2 separate regions of the Pan troglodytes genome follow, and region 2 is linked to region 1. Evidence: chromatin contacts called from public Hi-C data. All regions are on one chromosome and are shown on one strand. Each heading gives the region's core, a stretch centred on a gene start, on an enhancer-like site or on the middle of the called end of the contact. The rest is flanking DNA. Distances are from core to core; before and after follow the strand shown.

What was found. A called contact is a pair of places that touch in the nucleus more often than the background predicts.
Region 2: a Hi-C map of stem cell-derived neural progenitor cells shows a contact between it and region 1, with 4 times the contacts expected there. The contact joins two enhancer-like sites. A contact is called at or near these places in 3 of 7 Hi-C or Micro-C datasets (induced pluripotent stem cells and stem cell-derived neural progenitor cells).

What each region holds. Positions count from the first base shown.
Region 1 is chr17:51,192,002-51,196,631 of NHGRI_mPanTro3-v2.0_pri, forward strand. No RefSeq gene overlaps it. Among named protein-coding and RNA genes, the nearest start is that of PIK3C3, 570 kb to the right of the region's middle. Within about 2 kb of position 2,125, at least 7 of the 24 cell types and tissues checked have an H3K27ac peak or open chromatin away from gene starts, as enhancers often do. A contact at or near this core is called in stem cell-derived neural progenitor cells, where this site is marked.
Region 2 is chr17:51,553,780-51,558,409 of NHGRI_mPanTro3-v2.0_pri, forward strand. No RefSeq gene overlaps it. Among named protein-coding and RNA genes, the nearest start is that of PIK3C3, 200 kb to the right of the region's middle. Within about 2 kb of position 2,137, at least 8 of the 24 cell types and tissues checked have an H3K27ac peak or open chromatin away from gene starts, as enhancers often do. A contact at or near this core is called in stem cell-derived neural progenitor cells, where this site is marked.

The sequences.
Region 1 (4,630 bases), core at 875-3,374:
CTTGCCACCTGAGGTATCTGGGTACATTATCAGACAGATGAGAGGGAGACACATTCACATTGGATCCATTTCACATCAGATGCATTGCACGGCATAAACAGCAACAGGAAAGGAAAGGCTGGGTGCCCCTGCCACCAGCCTCAGAGCCGCATGAAGTTATCACCTAACATCAGCAGCCCGACCCTTCCCTGGACTCTCTGGGAGGCAGCCCTATGCTATGCCTACCTCTTCGTTAGGCTTCTCACTAACAGCACCTCTTAGCACTAATTCAGATGGTAAAATAACACTGCCTCTGCCCCGTGTAATCAAACAGCAGAAGGAATGTGGCACCAAAAAGCCCGAGTATGAGGAAGTAATAAATATGTTTTAAGATGACAGTTTCAAGGAGCCTAAGTCTGCACGACAGAGTTGAAGGCAGACAGCTTCAGATGGCAAAAGCTGCTGAGGAGATGTCTTCGAGACCAGCAGTGTCTGAAAGGAAAGAACAGAATGCAGGCCAGGTCTGGATCAGAGGAAAAGCCCCAGAGACGTGCAATAAGATGCACCTTTTGAAACAGCCAGAAGAGAATAAGAAATAAGGAAGGGACTGAGCCAGTTCAAGTATTCTTGTAATAGGATGAGGTTGCTTTATTTCCGCATCCGAAACCCTTTCCCTTTCAAGGCATCTCTTTTTACTCTACTTTGCTTTAGCCCCTGTTTCCTAAGTCCTATTTCGTAGCGCACCCAAGCTGCATAAATAAAACCACTTTGGAAACTCCCTTCTCAGTCATCTTGGGGACACACATGATAGGCTGGGTTGGTATAACTCAGCCTTTTATATATTTTTAACTACCTGGCATAAACCCATATTTAAATGTCACCAGTAGCAAAGCCAAGAATAAATTCACGACCGCGCCTGCATTCAAGCATGTTAGCATGCACACACGCACGTACGCCTACAGTGTTACTGAGAACAAACTTGCCAATTTGCAAATGGGACATCAGAATACATTAAGACAAAGGTGGACCTATGGTTAAAGAGAATAAATAATTGGTTTCTGTCTTGTGGCATGTTTTAGTTAAAGATAGCAATGCAATCTCCAATATATCTGGAAATTATTGAAACCTTTTTTTTTCCAGAGGCAAAAAAGATCAATACCTTTTTCTCTCAGTGGCGTAAAACATCTCAGGTTACTTTGCCCCTGTTTATTCCAGCAACTCCAAGTTCAAAGTAAACGTTAAAGTCATGAGGGTAAAATCATATTTTCAGAGTAAATGAGGACACTTTGAAATTGGCTAAAATATTTGCTTCACCAGCTTTTGAGATATCAAGCTGAAGGCCTCTGCTCTAGGGATAGAGGCAAAGGAAGAGGCGAATGATTGAATGGGGGTTTTCTGTTTTTCAAGCAGAGCAGCCAAAACTGCTAGACAAAGCCACGAGCTAAGCATCTATGAAACACGATAGAGATAATTCGTCTTATCTCTGGGAGGAACAACACAGCAATTTCTGTGTGTTTCTCTCCATAAAATGGGTTTTCAAAATTTGCTGCTTTTTCCCAGGATGTTGAAAGCAAAATATCATATTAACACCCAAAAAGATAAATGCCACTTCTATGGAAAATATTGTGAGATGTCACCAAATGTAAAAGCAAAGGCCTTCTCTCCAGCTGCTGAAATGCGCATTTGTTTTACGTCTTTCCCACTGAAATGTAACCATCCCGATAGATATTTCAGCACACTATACAGAAGTGTAGAAATGGAGAAAATAGAATGATCCTCCAATCATTATCTATAGGACATTACACTGACAAATGGTGGTATTAATGAACCTAAATGAATTTGAATCCTTTCTCCCTGCAGTTATTTTGATAATACAAGAATCTAGTAAAGTACATGGAATTAACAATTAAAGGGGGTTAAGCGGACACTTAATACTTGTTCTTTTTTGCACAATTTGGCAGTAATGCATCTGCTGTAATCAGGATTTTTATTTCTCTTTGGGAAAAAAAAGGGGGAAATGTTTATATTTTGGAAGCAAAGCCTCCAGGATTTGCAGCTCCTCGGTGCAGACCCAGCATGTACGTGTTTGCGTTTGTGTGTGTGGCTTGTGTGTGCGTTGGTGGCCCCGCCGGGCGCGGCTGGCCTGTCTGGCTTTCTCCTTTTGCAACAGCTCCACCTTTGGGCTTCTAAAGGGAAAGGTCCTTTTTTGCTAAAGGATATGAAAGAAAAGGCAACAGCCAGAAAAATGCACTCCGTACTCAACCTTTTGTTTAGTGAAACCAGACAATAAAATTATTTTCTTCATTAGAAAGAGGGACATGAAGAAGAAAGGGGAGCATGGAGAAAGAAAAGGAGGATAACAAGGAAGATAAAAGAAGGCAGACAGAGGATAGAGAAAGAAAAAAGGAGGAGGGCAAGGACGGAAAAAGGGAGAGCTTCCTTTTTTGACCAGAGGAAAATGCAGGACTCATTGAATAGTTATTTCTTGAATGCTTTTCTGCCTAGATTGCCTACTTCTGTAAAGCTCTGATAGACCTGAAGTCCAGCATCTCTGTTTCAGACTTCCTCAGCAGTGTCATTTTCCCTGTCACTTGTTGTTTATAAACTATAGTACCAGATTAATGAATGAGAATATAACAGAGGATTTGGACTTCTGTTAAGCCCATTCTCTTTAAAATAAGGACTATGTGCAATATGTGCATGTTGGTAAGGTTCTCACTATTTCTTTCTGAAAGCTCAACAGTCTTGGATTGTTTCCAGACAGATTATAGCCTCACTCCCAGAAAGCATGACCTTGGCTAACCAGGGATGGGGGAATGAACACAGAGAAACTTCTTAAATCCCACTGTCTACAAAATCCCAACCTTTAAATGTGTGAGTTTCAGTTAGGCAAGTATTCCGGGAATATAGTATGGGAGCTTAGTGGGAAGGGCTGGAGATCTAAGTAAATCTTTGTCTAGGGGAATTGGTTTGGGTCTTTCGGTATGAAAAGATCAGAAAAAAAAATGTCTGTTCCAAAATCTGTGCTTCGTAGGAATGTAGAATGTAGGTTTTTATAATCAAATCTATGAGAGTATTGAAAAAAAAAAAAGAAAAAGAAGTATCACAAGTGGAAAGGAAATGACATTCAGAAGCCTCAGATTAACTCCAAGAGTGAGACAGGTCCAGGCACTTTGCTTTGGAGCCTTTAGTTCTGACCTTCATAGTTTTAAATCTGTATTTTTTTCCTCATTATTCTGACTGCTTGCTTTTGCTTCTCTGACTATCACATTGCATAGTTCACCTAGATTCCACATCCAAAAGTGTCCTCTTCAATAAATAACTCCCCTGCTCAAAATCCTCTAAGTTCTCCCCATTGCTCACAGGATAAAATTTATATTTCTCAGCCCTAATTCCAAGGTATTTGAAGATTTACATCCAAGCCCCTCTCCCAGTAGTCCCGTACAGAGACTGTCCTTTCAAGTCAGGGTAAGCATTCAATGCCTCATCCTTAAGAACACTCAGAGCTTCCTTTTAATACTACTTCCCCTTAAGGTCCAACTGCAATTCTAAGCTTTGCAGCTGGTATCATGACAAACGCATTCATAAAAGCATCCACTCCCTCTTGTAATTCTGTGTGTTGTACGCATATATATATGTGTGTGTGTGTGTGTGTGTGTGTGTGTGTGTGTGTTGTGTATTCATTTTAGTTTCAAGGTAAAAGTATGTATATATGTATGTGTATATATCTGTGTGTTTATGTAGAGACATATCTGATTTTCTTTAACTCTTTAGCTGGGTGACAAGTTTTTTTGTTTTTTTGGTTTTTTTTTTTTTTTTTTGAGACGGAGTCTCGCTCTGTCGCCCAGGCTGGACGCCCAGGCTGGGCTCACTGCAGTGAGTGCAGTCGCGCGATCTCGGCTCACTGCAAGCTCCACCTCCCGGGTTCACGCCATTCTCCTGCCTCAGCCTCCGGAGTAGCTGAGACTACAGGAGCCGCCACCACGCCCAGCTAATTTTTTTTGTATTTTTAGTAGAGACGGGATTTCACTGTGTTAGCCAGGATGGTCTCGATCTCCTGACCTCGTGATCCACCCGCTTTGGCCTCCCAAAGTGCTAGGATTACAGGCGTGAGCCACCGCGCCCGGCTGGTGACAAGTTTTTTTGGGGGGCAAAGTTTATGCCTATTTTAGTGTCCTTATGACAGTTAGGATAGTGCTTTGTATATATGAAGCATTGGATTTAAAATATATATATTGATTGGTTGAGTTGACGGTAAAATGAATATCCCATTTATGCACCCAAATAAGGAGTTATATACTTCTAAATGATATCTTTCTGGATAGTTTGAGGAACCAATAATTAAATGAGCCTGCTGCAGAAAATTGGGCACTTTTACTTTTAAATCTTTAATATTTAGCCAGTTTTTATCCCAGGGGTAAGTAGAATCTTCATATCACCTCTTGTCTTATACCTCCCAGCTATGTTTACATGTTTTTTTATATTTAAATTATCTATAAATCTTACATAAAGTGAAACCTGAAAAAGAAGTCCACTAATTTTGGTGCATAATTTTTTTATATATCCTATTTTTTTGGGAGCAAACTAAGCTCTGAGAACTCTTGTAATTCTTAACAATCACTTGAGGCTAGGAACATATTTAATATACACC
Region 2 (4,630 bases), core at 887-3,386, 360 kb after region 1:
GTGATTCTCACTTGGAGCCAAGATTGCGGATCACTATTCTAGTTTCTTTTTTCCTTCTAAACTGGTCTTGAAGAGATATGCTCTCAATTCAGTACACTTAAAAGTGGAAACAATTCACCACGTTTTTTTTTTTTTCCAAAAATATTCATGATTTCAACCTAACTTTCATTTGCGAGTTGAACAGCTTTGAAGCCCATTAAAAGATGCACAAACTCTCAGTAGATACAGAAAGGGGTCATCTTGGAGCCTTCCGGTCATGCCATAACTGAGAGTAAGCCCAGCTTCACAGACAGCTGCTTTACCTGAACACACGTCAATGATGCTGAAAACCCAAAACCACACTGTCTGATCCAGCTAAGGTTATTTACTCAATAGGAAACTCACCTCCCTTTCCCTCCCTAGCCTATTGTGGCCAAAGCCGTGCAGCCTGAAATTTTCAAAAGGAAAACAGCTTGCTACCTGGTTTGCAGCACCTATGACTTAACTACATGTATAAGGGTTGTGGAACTTAACATCTACATTTTCCCTCCTATGTTCTGATTTCCTGTTTCTCCACACTATTTATGTTCACCTGTTACCCAATTAGCACCCCAGTAAGCTGAACTCCCATAGTTGTTTCACCCTAGCAATTAACCCTCTCCAGCACCCCCCTCTGAAAAGAGCTCCTGATTAAAATAAACTGCTCAATTATTCTCCTAACAGGAAGCATGCCACAGTAGACCAGAAGGAGAACAATTTATTTTTTCTTAGATCTCTAAATGTGTCCAGTATTGGCTTAGAAGAAAGATTTCCCTGGAATAATCTAGAGGACTTCGTTGAGGTTTATGGTAAGGGCACAAATTTACAAAATGTCAGCACCTATCTACCAGTTTCCAAATTGTCAGCATCTCTAGTTTGAAGAAAATGCTAAGATGAAAAAGGAAATTCACTGGTTCTCCTTTTTTATTTGATAAACTGCTGACATAAATTTCTCATTAAGAACCACAGTGACGAATAGAAAAGACGTAAAGAGAAAAGTCAGGACAAAAGGAAGTTAAAGAATGGAAAATAAAAGAGATGGGAGGATATTAAATATCGAGTTACCCAACATCTTTAAAGAATAGGATGTTCTGTGTAAGCAGTATTTCTTTACGAATGAAAATAATGTGCATACTATGTATAGCTTTCCTATTATTAGAAATTTAAGATATTTAACAAAGAAACTCCAATTAATATAACTTTGCCAGAAATTTTTGAAAGAACTTCGGAATCTCAAGTGCCTGAGATATATTAATGACTATCAACAACAATTTTGCAAAGTAATAAAGGGAGGAATAACATTTAGTTGATATTATTAGTAAAATGTAAAACTTGTAGTGGGTCAGAGATGTGAAGACAACATAATTTTCCGGAAGAATACACACCTTTATGTAAAATATCGAAGTGGATCATAACCATATTTGCACATGATACGGAACTGCATATAATTGCCTACATATTTTATATGTAGATTTTAAGGCAGAAGATCACTTTTAATCTAGATTGCAATTTATTGGGGAGTTTTTTGTTTTATTTTTTTCTACCCACATATTATTCCTAAGGCAAGAATCCTCCAACCAAAAGAGAAGATGGCACATTCAACCACAAAAACCTGTGGGTGTAATTAGACTAAAGAACAATCAAGAAGGTAACTTTAATTTTATCTGAAAAGAAAATACATTAAAAGCTACAATTTTTGGTACAGGATTGCCTGCTAGGCAACTGAGGCAGAAGGTGCTACAAAGAATCTCGTTCTGAAAATGTAGTCAAACAGTCCTCGGCTTGCACTGATTTCCTAAGATCTTTCCACTGCAGAAAACTGCAGAATCCAGGCATCTTGGAAGACTGCTAGAATCTCACTTTTCTCTGCCATGAATGGAGTCACCATTTTTCAGAAGCCTTCATTAACTGAAATTCTAATCCTGCTTAAACTTGAATAAGGAAAACAAACAAACAAACAAATGAAAGACCTTCCTGCATACTGAATGTGTAAATCCTGGAAAACTGTTTACAGAGAAGGAGTAGTCAGCCAGCTCATAGCTGTGACTTTTCTGTTCCGAGGGAAAGCAGCTTGCGAGCTGCAGTGTCCAGGAGCAGAGAAAAGCACAGTCACTGATCCCTATGAAATTTTAACAATTCATTAACAGGAAAGGGCTGCATAAAGGGATGCAGGATCAGAGGCAGCTCAACAGCATCAAATTCCGAGAGAATGAAGACCGAGAAAGGGGAGATGTGGAAATTCAGACTGAGGAGAAAAGGGAAAAGAAAGAGGAGGGAGATTTGACAGAAATAGGAACAAAGACAGGAGAGACAGGAAGGCAAAAGAATAGGAGAGATTAGAGAACAAGGGAGAGGAAAGGGGAGAAAGGATTTGAATAAAATTCAAGTCTCTAATCTGGTTTTACTTTTAATCTTCCCTCTGAGGGAGGGCATGAATGTAAAATGCTTATTGTTCCACTTTATTTTTTTTTTCCTGAGTTCCCCTAACTGACCAAACCATGTGTTAAAAACAGTTTCCCTCCTGGAAGGGATTATGCCCTTTGACTTTCAAAAATCATCCCTCCCCTTCCCAGCCTCAATAAGGCTGGGTGGTGGTGTGTGCCCTGGTGTGGAGCCACTGGGGGTCTGCAGAAGGATGCAGTCTCAGAGAAGTCAGCCAGGCTGGTGGAGGGAAAGCATTGTTTCTTAAACACCCTTATCTCGGACAGTGTAGGCATATTTGTTTGTAAATATACATGTTATGTATGTGCTCATGTAAATAAATAAGTTTAAATATAATTTCCAAATGAACAACATGAGAAAAATTGTCGATTTTTGAGTGTGTCAAATAATGACTGCAAACAAGGTGTTTTGCAGCCGCCAGCAGTGGGTCCATCCCTGAAGCCACCCTGCCATCTAGTGGGGCAGTGCCCAAATGAACACCTCTTCCAGCCACAGTCGGCCTCATTTACCCTCACAGCTGGAGACAGGGAAGTGGATTCTCCTAAATGTGTTAACTTAGCAGTGCTATATACTAGAAACAAATTAATATATAATTCTTCTGTGTCTTAAGGTCATTACTGTCAAAGCATAAATTAATAGAGCTATTCCAGTTAATTCATTTTGGCGTTTGCTTCTGCATGTCTGAGCACATATGTGAAAATAGGCCTACCCTCCATGCCAACGGGGAAGAAGGAAGGAGGCCTAAAAGTAGCTTAGCCAAACAAGCAGACTCTCTGACCTAAAAGCAAGTCAAGGGCAAAGCCTTTCAAATGCTGCTGCTTTGCCCTTCTCACTTCTTGGAGCCCAGACTAACAAATCCTCAGAACAGCAAAGCTCAAAGAGGAGGGGATAGTGGATGGACTCTTGGGAGTCTAGGAGGAGGTCAGGGGGCACTGTTATCAGAAGGCAGTGTTTGGAAAAACACCTGGTTCCACTTTCTAGGGCGAAAGGGATCCTGTTACAGGAAAATAAGGGCTCCTCTTTCTGACCAGGAGGTGGCATGTCCATGCTCACCTGACCAGCCTGGTTGCAGAAGAGATTGTAAGAATGGTCCCCTGCCCTTATTCCAAAGGTGGCTGCATCTTTATCGCCACTCCCTAAATCAGTGGGTTTCCAGATCATATACAGAAGTACACAGCAATGCTCTCCCACTATGAGAAGAAACAAAACGACCCACAGCAATAGAAAGGGAAGACCAAGGCGTGTGGGGGAAGATGAAATTTTCCGCCACCTGATTTCAATTCTTTTCAGAATCCATAGGGGTAGAAGCGCTTGAAGAACAGGCTACACCCATTGCTGTTTGCCTCCTTTTGGTCTATTCCGAGATTCAGGTAAGAATCTGAAATGCCACCTTTTTCTGAAGTAAATCTCAAACAACCAGGGCTAGATGTAGATTCAAAGATCAGATCATCCTAGATTTTAATTTTCATCAGGAGTTATTGTCATGCGTATAAATTCTGTATTCTCAAACAAAAATATCTAAAAATGCCTTCAGGCTTCTGCTGCTAATAAAACAATGTTCTCTTGATGTGTGTGTGTGTGTGCACACATGAGCTTGTGTGTGTCCTGAGAGAGCTGGGGGAAAAGGGGGCGTCTTTGCATGTCTGTCCTGATAAGAATTGCTTGATAACCACCCTAGAGAAGCATTTCTGGGGTCAGAGCCATATCTTCTCCCAGCATCTCTGCAAAAATGTATTAACCAAAGCAATATACTATACTATTGATAATGCAAATGCTGTGAGAGAAAATTCTCCACCATCACTGCAGTGCCTCCTAATCTAGTTACAAAAAAGAGATTGACTCACATAAAACAAAAATAGGCAATGATGCAAAACATATCAAAACAAAATTTCTGAACCTTAACTATGCCTCTGAATCACCTGCAAGACTTCATACAAGTGCAGATCAGGCCACCGAAAATCCCAATCTCTGGGTGCAGCTTCTCTATTTTTGCAAATTCCACAGCTAATTCTGATGTGGAGTGAAGTTGAAAGCCAATGACTCAAAATTTAAAAATAAAAATAAAAAATAAAAAGATTCTTGCATGGGTGATTCTTTTGAGCAGCCAGAAATGAGAACAAGCATATAAAATGCAATTGCAGATGGCGCGGCAGGACCTTAGCCACTGTGG